Linked DNA regions of Mus musculus: all the other regions are linked to region 2. The links are chromatin contacts, called in public promoter capture Hi-C maps. All regions are on one chromosome and are shown on one strand. The core of a region is the stretch at or near the end of the contact, and the rest is flanking DNA. Distances in the headings are between cores, read along the strand shown.

Evidence for each region. Promoter capture Hi-C pulls out the DNA fragments that hold promoters and counts their contacts.
Region 1: a contact with region 2 is called in a promoter capture Hi-C map of liver, with 2.5 times the contacts expected there. The contact joins two enhancer-like sites. A contact is called at or near these places in 10 of 39 promoter capture datasets (the 3T3-L1 cell line, 3T3-L1-derived adipocytes, the C10 cell line and 5 more), 2 of 15 datasets of contacts at CTCF or cohesin (large pre-B cells and pro-B cells), 5 of 484 Hi-C or Micro-C datasets (adipose-derived mesenchymal stem cells, bone marrow-derived macrophages, myocytes and 2 more), 3 of 115 datasets of contacts at active chromatin or transcription factors (astrocytes, embryonic stem cells and microglia) and 2 of 9 other capture datasets (adipose tissue and liver).
Region 3: a promoter capture Hi-C map of liver shows a contact between it and region 2, with 1.9 times the contacts expected there. The contact joins two enhancer-like sites. A contact is called at or near these places in 1 of 39 promoter capture datasets (liver), 3 of 115 datasets of contacts at active chromatin or transcription factors (a beta-TC-6 cell line, bone marrow-derived macrophages and thymic regulatory T cells) and 3 of 9 other capture datasets (adipose tissue, embryonic stem cells and liver).

The regions. Positions count from the first base shown.
Region 1 is chr12:3,702,384-3,705,083 of GRCm38.p6, forward strand. All of the region lies in intron 9 of Dtnb (dystrobrevin, beta), which reads left to right. Among named protein-coding and RNA genes, the nearest start is that of Dnmt3a, 100 kb to the right of the region's middle. Within about 2 kb of position 1,293, at least 7 of the 459 cell types and tissues checked have an H3K27ac peak or open chromatin away from gene starts, as enhancers often do. A contact at or near this core is called in liver, where this site is marked.
Region 2 is chr12:3,910,782-3,913,481 of GRCm38.p6, forward strand. It overlaps Dnmt3a (DNA methyltransferase 3A), which reads left to right. Exons shown (of 23, transcript NM_007872.4): 23 at 1-2,700. Among named protein-coding and RNA genes, the nearest start is that of Gm31623, 17 kb to the left of the region's middle. Within about 2 kb of position 1,345, at least 9 of the 459 cell types and tissues checked have an H3K27ac peak or open chromatin away from gene starts, as enhancers often do. A contact at or near this core is called in liver, where this site is marked.
Region 3 is chr12:3,758,173-3,760,872 of GRCm38.p6, forward strand. The region is part of intron 15 of Dtnb (dystrobrevin, beta); the gene reads left to right. Among named protein-coding and RNA genes, the nearest start is that of Dnmt3a, 47 kb to the right of the region's middle. Within about 2 kb of position 1,434, at least 112 of the 459 cell types and tissues checked have an H3K27ac peak or open chromatin away from gene starts, as enhancers often do. A contact at or near this core is called in liver, where this site is marked.

The DNA of each region.
Region 1 (2,700 bases), core at 43-2,542, 210 kb before region 2:
AATCAGGCAATGGCCTCTGAAAAGTGAGACTTGAGGTCACCCTTTGGCCACCCTGAGTGCACACATATGCACCACAAATATAGGAACACACACAGTTTTCGGGCTAGGGATATGCCTCCATCAGTAAATCACTTGGTGTGCAATGAGTTCAAAGACTTGGGTTTGGTCCTGAGAACCCACATAAAAAAGCCAAACTTCGGGCTGGAGAGATGGCTCAGTGGTTAAGAGCTCTGATTGCTCTTCCAGAGGTCCTGAGTTTAAATCCCAGCAACCACATGGTGGCTCACAACCATCTGTAATTAAATCAGACGCCCTCTTCTGGAGCGTCTGAAGACAGCTACAGTGTACTTACATATAATAAATAAATAAATTAAAAAAAAAAAAAAGCCAGACTTGGTAGCATGTACTTGTAATCCTAGCACTAGGGAGGTGAAGCCAGTCACATCCCTGGGGGTCACTGGCTTCTTATGACTCCCAGGCCAGTGAGAAAAATAACTTGACTATAAGCCTCAAGTCAGACTTGTAGCTGAGGTAGGCAGTGAAGCAACTCCACGGGAAAAGGTACTGGCAGCACCGCTAATTTACCATCTTTAACAGGAAAACATGCCGTAAACGTTCTCTCTCTGCATGCTGCCCTTCAGCTTCCTGGAAGTGCGTCTACAGACGGCGACAGTAAGGACCTTGAGTGTAGCACTGCTGCAAGATGAACTTTACTCTGGGTTCTGTAGGCAACAATAACATGTATGTGTGTGTCTGAACTCTGACCTGAACACTTGGCAGGGTGGAGGAGCTCTTAGTATTTGTTGTGTTCTGTGGTGCTAAGAATCTACAGACCATTTGAACAGATATCAAACTGGCTTTCTTGAAATAAGTCTGAATTCATGCCTTACCTGTCATCCAGCTTTGACCCTTTGGATGTAAGGTTAGCTTTTCCATACTCCTTGTGTTTCTATTAAATCTGCTCAATGGGCTCTGCAGAAAAGGGCTGCTATGGCATTGATAATGGAAGCATTCCATCTACAGGTCATGTCAGGGAGGTTGTCACCTTCCAACTTTGGAGTTTTCTAACTCATGAATGCGAGGCATCCTTCCATTTATTTATGTTGTCTCCTACTGCATGTTTTATAGTTTTAAGAATGCAAGTCTTACACTTTGGTTATGTTTATCATGGCTATTTTATTATTTTGATGCTATTGTAAATGAATTTGTTTTTCTAGACTTTAGACTTGTTCACTGTTAATATTTGGAAATATAATTGATGTTTTGTTCATTGATCTTGCGTCCTGCAGCTGCGCTGAACTCTGCTCTAGTAGTCCTTTTGTGTGAGTTCTGGAGGGTTTTCTACATGTGAGATCATGCCATCTGACATGGTTTTACTCCTTCATACTCTTCGTGTCTTATCTAATTGTATGTGCAGCTGTGTGGGTTTGTCTGTCTTTGTTTTTAAGATAGGTTCCTACTGTGTATCCCAGGCTGACCTCAAACTCATGGTCCTCCTGCCGTGGCCTCCTGAGTTCTGGAATTATAGCTGTGGAGCTCTGTCTTCTGGGGGTGACATGCCTTTATCATCTTGAAATTAGAGCAGATGTGATTGCTTCCTGAGACATCCCACAAGATGAGGTCGTTACCTTCTAGGAGAAGACTGATGACTGCAGACCCACCCTTACCTGAGATTCCAGCCCCTTACCCCATCTCACTTCATATAATCAGGCCTCAGCTGCACAACAGTTTTGGGGTGCTGGAGTATGCTTGGGTCGGGCTTTTGGGGATGCAGTTTCCTAAGAGTTACCCATGCCTTTGCAAGTAATTCCCATAAATTCATGTTTATCTGGACACATGCAGAATTCTTTCTTTGGCCACCTGTAGTGTTTTCTGTGCATTTCTCATAGAAAAGTCACACAGCACTTCTGTGTAACACTGCACCCAGCCTCAAGAATGGTTTAGCTGGCATAGTTGGCCAGTTGTGCTCAGCATATGCACACAGTGCTGCTGGTTCCAGGGGTTCAGGTATTCTCGGAAAGTTTTATTTAATCATCATGTCTTCTCCCAGTCAAAGTGGCCTGCCTGATACCCTTCTAGCCCCCTGTTTAGATACTTACCTCATTACAATTCAGTTCAGGTGGGCCCTGCACTTCTTGGCATTTTAGAGTTTTAGCTGAGATGTTGTTTGAAGTCAGAATATTAAGTAGAATCATAAAAATATCAGGTATAAGAGAGACTTATTCATTATTTCATAGATTTGTTATGGTTACTGAAGTTTAAGGAGGGTCTCTTGTAACTTGAGCTGGCCTTTAAACCTGTGTAGGCAGAGATGGCTTTGAGCTTCTTGATTCTTCCTTCTGTTTCCCCTCCTGACTTTAGAGGATTGTAGGTGTGCTCCACTCTGCCTGGCTGAACAGATATTTCTTGAGCTTCTGCTGTGTTACAGTCGTGGTTTTAAGTATGCAATGTGAATAAGATAAATACAGAGGTGAAACAAGTCCTATGGGCCCTGCTCTCACTAGCCAGCATGGTGACTCAGTGGGTAAAGGTGCTAGCCTCCAAGGCTGGTGATCAATCCCTGGGCCTGGTAGGTGCAAACCGAATCCAGCAAGCTACACCTCCTCCCCATCTGTATGCCATGGTGTGTGCTAGGGCACACACACTAAAGCCACACAAATAAATATAACAAGGATTCTAAATTCTGGAGTGAAAACAGTC
Region 2 (2,700 bases), core at 95-2,594:
ATATGTGACGAAGCTAGCCTTTCCCAGGAGCCTAGTGCCGCCTCAGCTGGGCCTGGTGCTCCCGTGCCTGGGGTTAGTGTGAGGGCTCAGGAGGAGGAGTTCCCAAGGGACTGAGTAGAGGCTTCCAGGTGGCTGACCAGTACTGACCTGACACGGTCCCTGATGGACTCCTCATGGGGCGGGCATCGGGTGGCCTTCTCTAGCTTTCCTTCCAGCCCCATCTGTAGGCTTAGTCTTACCATAGTGTGAGGGCACCAGGCGAGTTAGCCCCCAATATCTTTTGGGGAGGGGTGTCTTTGGGACTGTGCCAATCTGGCTATTCATCCGTCTCTACCCCAAGTGCGGCTTCTAGGGTCACCTCTGAGGAGAGCTGCTGGGATGCTGGGGTAGCTGAGGGGAGGTTGTGGGGAGTTTGCAGTGCATCTAGGAACTAGCTCACTGCAGGTGGGGCTGAAGCTGGATTCAGTCATGGGAGGTTCCCTGTGGGCTTTCCTTTCCAAAGACTAGGCTTGTTTTCCCTAGAAACTAAGGTGCTGGGGACTGGGTGACAGCCACCTCTCAGCAGGTGCCGTGTAAGTGTGAAGATTTGTGAAGATCTGTGGCCCTTGCCCAGGGGAGGTAGCTGGTGCTAGCACCAGGGTCACAGAACTAAGGCCTCCTGAGGAGGCACACATACCAGCGGGGTCCCAAGCTGGTGCTAATTCCTCTCATAGGACCCAGTAAGCCCGGGAGCCTGCAGTCGGCTGTTTCTCTGCTGTGGAATACCCTGTTAGAAAGCTGAGGTCCCCTAAAGAGCCTCCTGGACCGAGTCACTTTTGTGGCCGGGCTGAGTATGGCAGCAGGTAGAAAGATCCGCAGGCATAAAGATCCCTGTGGCTTTTGGCAAATGACTGAAGTGTGGATGCAGGAGCAATGAGTGGAGGCCAACATCAACAGCATCTACCCTCCCCAATAGTGTCTCTGTTCTGGGGGTGCTGTGGTCCTCACTTGCTGGCTTAGGATTGGAGTTAGGCTGAGCCACTTTGAAGGAGTGTGTTTACAGGAAGATACAAATTGTTGGTTTCTCTATTCTTTACTGTACAGTGTGTCCAGAGAGTAGAAGAAAATTCCTGGGCCTGTCTGGTTGGTGCAGAGCTTTTATGGCACTACAAGGTCTTCAGGAACTGTCACTGTAAGAGCCCTGGCTGTGAGCTGGGGCTACGTGACCACTGCAGCTGAGTTTCCAAGCAGGCCTGTGTTTGGATCTGAGTTTGACGCTTGGCGGCTCCCAGGGCTTGGGATGAGTGGCAGTGCTGACTTGTTCACTTGGCAGAGCCACCCTGTGAGGAGGTGGACTTAGTGGCCCTTTCCAATTGATCCTGTCCCATCCAGGCAGTATCAGCACTAGGAGCAGTGCTGGGTCAGAAGTCCGAAGGAAAGGACTCGGTTGATCGGGGTCATTGTGAGCTTGTGTATGTTTGTGTAGAGAAAGCTGAACTTTGGGAGGAAAGGCCTTGTCCTTGCAGGCTTCCAAGACACCGCTAAGGTTAGCCTTTGGTTGGAGACAAGTCTCTAGCCCAGACACTGGAGTAGGCGCTGAGACCAAGAGGCAGGCCAAGATGGAGATCTATGGAAGGCCCTTTGCTGGTAGGGATTCAAAGCTTCTCCAGGGGACCCCAGAACTCTATTAACTGGCTCCCCTACCGGGACAAGCTTCGTTTGTGGGCTCATAGAGTGGCCATAGAGTGGGTTTAACCCAGCACCAAGCCTGAGGGCATGAGCAGTGGTCTAAAGTCTCACATAGTCCCATTTTACAGACTAATTTGATTGCCCGGCCGTAGAATTCTACAGAAACAACAATCACTGAAATTCCTTAGAATACGCAGAGGGAGGAGGTGACTCAACACGGTGCTAAACACATTTTATTAAAAATATATATTGTTAAATTAAGTCTGCTGTCTGGACAATGATGTTCTGTTTTGTTTTCTTGTAGTGGAGTTTAAAAGAGACTATTATTTTACTCTGATATATTATTATTAAAAAGGCATTTTAACTTTGTACTTGAAAACTAAGTGAGCGATTTCACGTGTTTTAGCTGAGACATCGAAGTAGCGGGTGCTTACTTGTGGGAAATCATGTATTCATACTACAACATAAACTCCGTAGCTGATTTGGTAATAACTTTTACTGTTACAGACGAATTCGCTTTGACCCCGGTGGCAGAGCGCTTTGACTCCACATTCCACGCAGCTAAGTGCAGGACCTTCCAGAACCTTCCCCGGTCCCCCCTGGTCCTCTTTCGGTTCCTCTTCCTAGCTCTCTCTTTTCCTAATTCTTTTTTTTAAGAATTGTCGTTTGTTTTTCCTGGTCCCGGCTTCCTTCTACCACTGTATTTTTTGTTAGGGTTGCTTCTCTATTTATTGACAGTAATAATGTACATTTCACAGTCTGGTTCTGGGACAGCCAGGAGGGGTGTGGGGGGCTGCATACAGCTTGCTGCACTCTCCGGTGTCCTGTTGTATCTCTGTGTACGTGATGCTTGTGACATAGCTGTTGAAGAAATATTAAAAGGTCAATGCGTACAGCAGGTGTAGAGAGTCCGTCAGTTCCGCTTCATCACTTTTTTTTTTTTTTTTTGTGCCCAGAAGAATATAATAAAGCTCCTTTCTAATGTACTTGTGCTGGAGAACACTTGAATAAATGGACTGTTTTTGTGCAAAA
Region 3 (2,700 bases), core at 184-2,683, 150 kb before region 2:
CACTCACCCCGTAGTTTAAGAAGCTCATTCCACTAGACTGGCTGATTTAGGGTTAATCATGACCCAACCATCATGAGTCTGTAATTAAAGGACCTTGCCAGCTCTCTTTACTGTTGTGTTTCCAGTCTCTAACCCAGCCTGCTGCACTGCAGATACTCAATAAATATTTGCTGAGGGAAAACCACCATTAGCAAGAAGACTGCACAAGTTAATCATTGTATTAATTGTGAGGAACATAACCAGTTCACGTGCCTGTAGCAGCAATTCTGGTCCAGCTACTCTCAAGAAATAGGCAGATCCATTCAGGAGACTGAGTTGTGACGAAGAAATCCTCTTTACAAGGAGTCAGAAAAACAAATTTCAGCTCTGTGTGGTGGCACACACTTTTAATCCCTGCAATGAGGAGGCAGAGGTGGTGAATCTCTGTGATTTAGAGGCCAGCCTGGTCTACAGAGCAAGTTCCAGGACACCCAGGACAATATAGACTCTTTCTATAAATAGATAGGTGAATAGATAGATAGATGGATGGACGGACGGACGGGCGGGCGGGCGGACAGACAGACAGACAGACAGCAATGACTATGTTCATCTGGATACAGTCCAGATCACTCCAGATCTGGAAGGACTAAACATCCCAGCTCCCTTAGGAGACATCTCAGATGTGTATTTCCCCCCAGTATAACATATCATATCACTTCTGGATATATGGATCTATCTCTCTCTCTCTCTCTCTCTCTCTCTCTCTCTCTCTCTCTCTCTCTCTCTCTCTCTCTGGCCTTGAACTCAGAAATCTGCCTGCCTCTGCCTCTCTGCCTCTCTGCCTCTCTGCCTCTGCCTCTCTGCCTCTGCCTCTCTGCCTCTGCCTCCCAAGTGCTGGGATTAAAGGCATGCGCCACCACCACCCGGCACTTCTGGATCTCTTAAGGCTCAATTAAAATTAAGCTGTCCATGTATGTGTCCATGGCCTGGGGTCCAGCTTTCCATGAAGGATTTCTATGCTCCTCTCATACAGCTCCCATGTTTCTCACCCCATAACAGAAGCCTGGATCGACTTCCAACACAGCCAGGAGTTACATTGACTCTGACTCGCAATGCTCTGCCACATATATCAGAGTCTGTTTAATGCTCAGTCTGTTAGAGCATTCAAAAGAAACGAACACAAATTCCATTCTCAAATAGTAGGGACATAATTTTCTGGTTAGTAGGAATGTAACTTCTTGGTTGGCACAATGCCTTAAATATGGAAATAGAAGTCAGATCATTGTCATCCTGAGCCTCAGTTACACTCCTGCCTCCTAAGTCTGCAAAACCTTGGCTTTTGGTGAGTGGATGAATTGATGTACTTCAAGGTAACCCCACAGCCTTTGCCCTGGGCCTCAGTCTCTGCACGCACAGCTGTCGGCTGGATCCAGTGGCCTGCAGATGGCGTGTGGACGTCTACCCAGAGTGCATGTTTATCCCTCTTGCTCCTATGCTCCCTGCAGGGCCCCAGCAGTTCCTTGTTTTGGTTTTGGTTTCATTTTGTAAAAAGAGGAAATATAATTATGTTCTCATAGAGCTCTGTGAACACTGGCAGGAAGTTTTTAGTGAGAATGATTAGAAAGGAGAAATAATTCTTGGATCTGAGGGGTATGCCTCTGTTTTGATCATTCCATAAAAGACAAGCTAAGAGGCTTTCTTCTATCTTATTTCCATCATATACTGTATTTCTGTATTTTGCTTTCCTGACTGTAATGTGTATATGATATGAAAACTGTTCCCCATGTTCCCTAGGAAACTCACACACACTAGACTAGAGAAATCCTCCCGAACACACACTCTTTCCAGAATGCTACCTACTATCCAGATATCATTAAAAAACAAAAACAAAAAAACAGCCAAAGACAAGACAGAGTAAGCCATGGATTCTAGATTTAGAACCCCAGAATCTGGGAAAATAAATGTCCCTGCCAAGAAAACAGTGGAAAGAGATTATTCTGGGTTAGGTGTGGTCTTGGCTGTAATATTCTTGGCCATGTTACAGAGAAATACCTTCTAGATACCTAGAACTGTGCAGCTAAAACTCCAGCTGATCTAGCCAGGCAGATATGGGTTGGAATCACCACTGGCTCAGAGGTGCTGAGCACCATACTCTCTGCTCCTCTAGAAGAGGGGCCTGTGCTCTCAGACACAGAGCCATCTCTTCAGCTCCAGGAGGAGTGTTACTGAACAAGGTATTATCATAGAAGTGGAATTTCAGTTCGCCTTGTTGCATTCTAGACTATCACTGATTGGTAGGTTTGAGCTCTCACCCTCTTACTGACCTAGCCTTACCTTTTTAACCACGTCCTCCAGGTCCTATCTAGTCTTGTTTCTTATGTGCAACCTGAGTATTTGGTACTGTCCATGAGACACTTTTCTCTTAGTGAGGTTTCTGACCATTTATCTGAGAATTGGTTTTGGGGACCCAATGGAGAGACCATCTTACATAGGGGTAGCCAACCCAGGAAAAGACTGGAGAATTCTAGTCTTAGAATGTATGAACTTTCTTAACTAAGATTTTATATATCAACTTTCTTTTTGTTCTTTGAGTTTATTGTAAGTCATAGTACGTTGTGCTTCGTTCCAGAAATTCAATATGCTTTCTTCTTTGCACCAAGAAAAATAAACACCTTGCCTTCTACCCTTTTGAGTCCAGAAGTTCGTCTTAGCTTCTATATA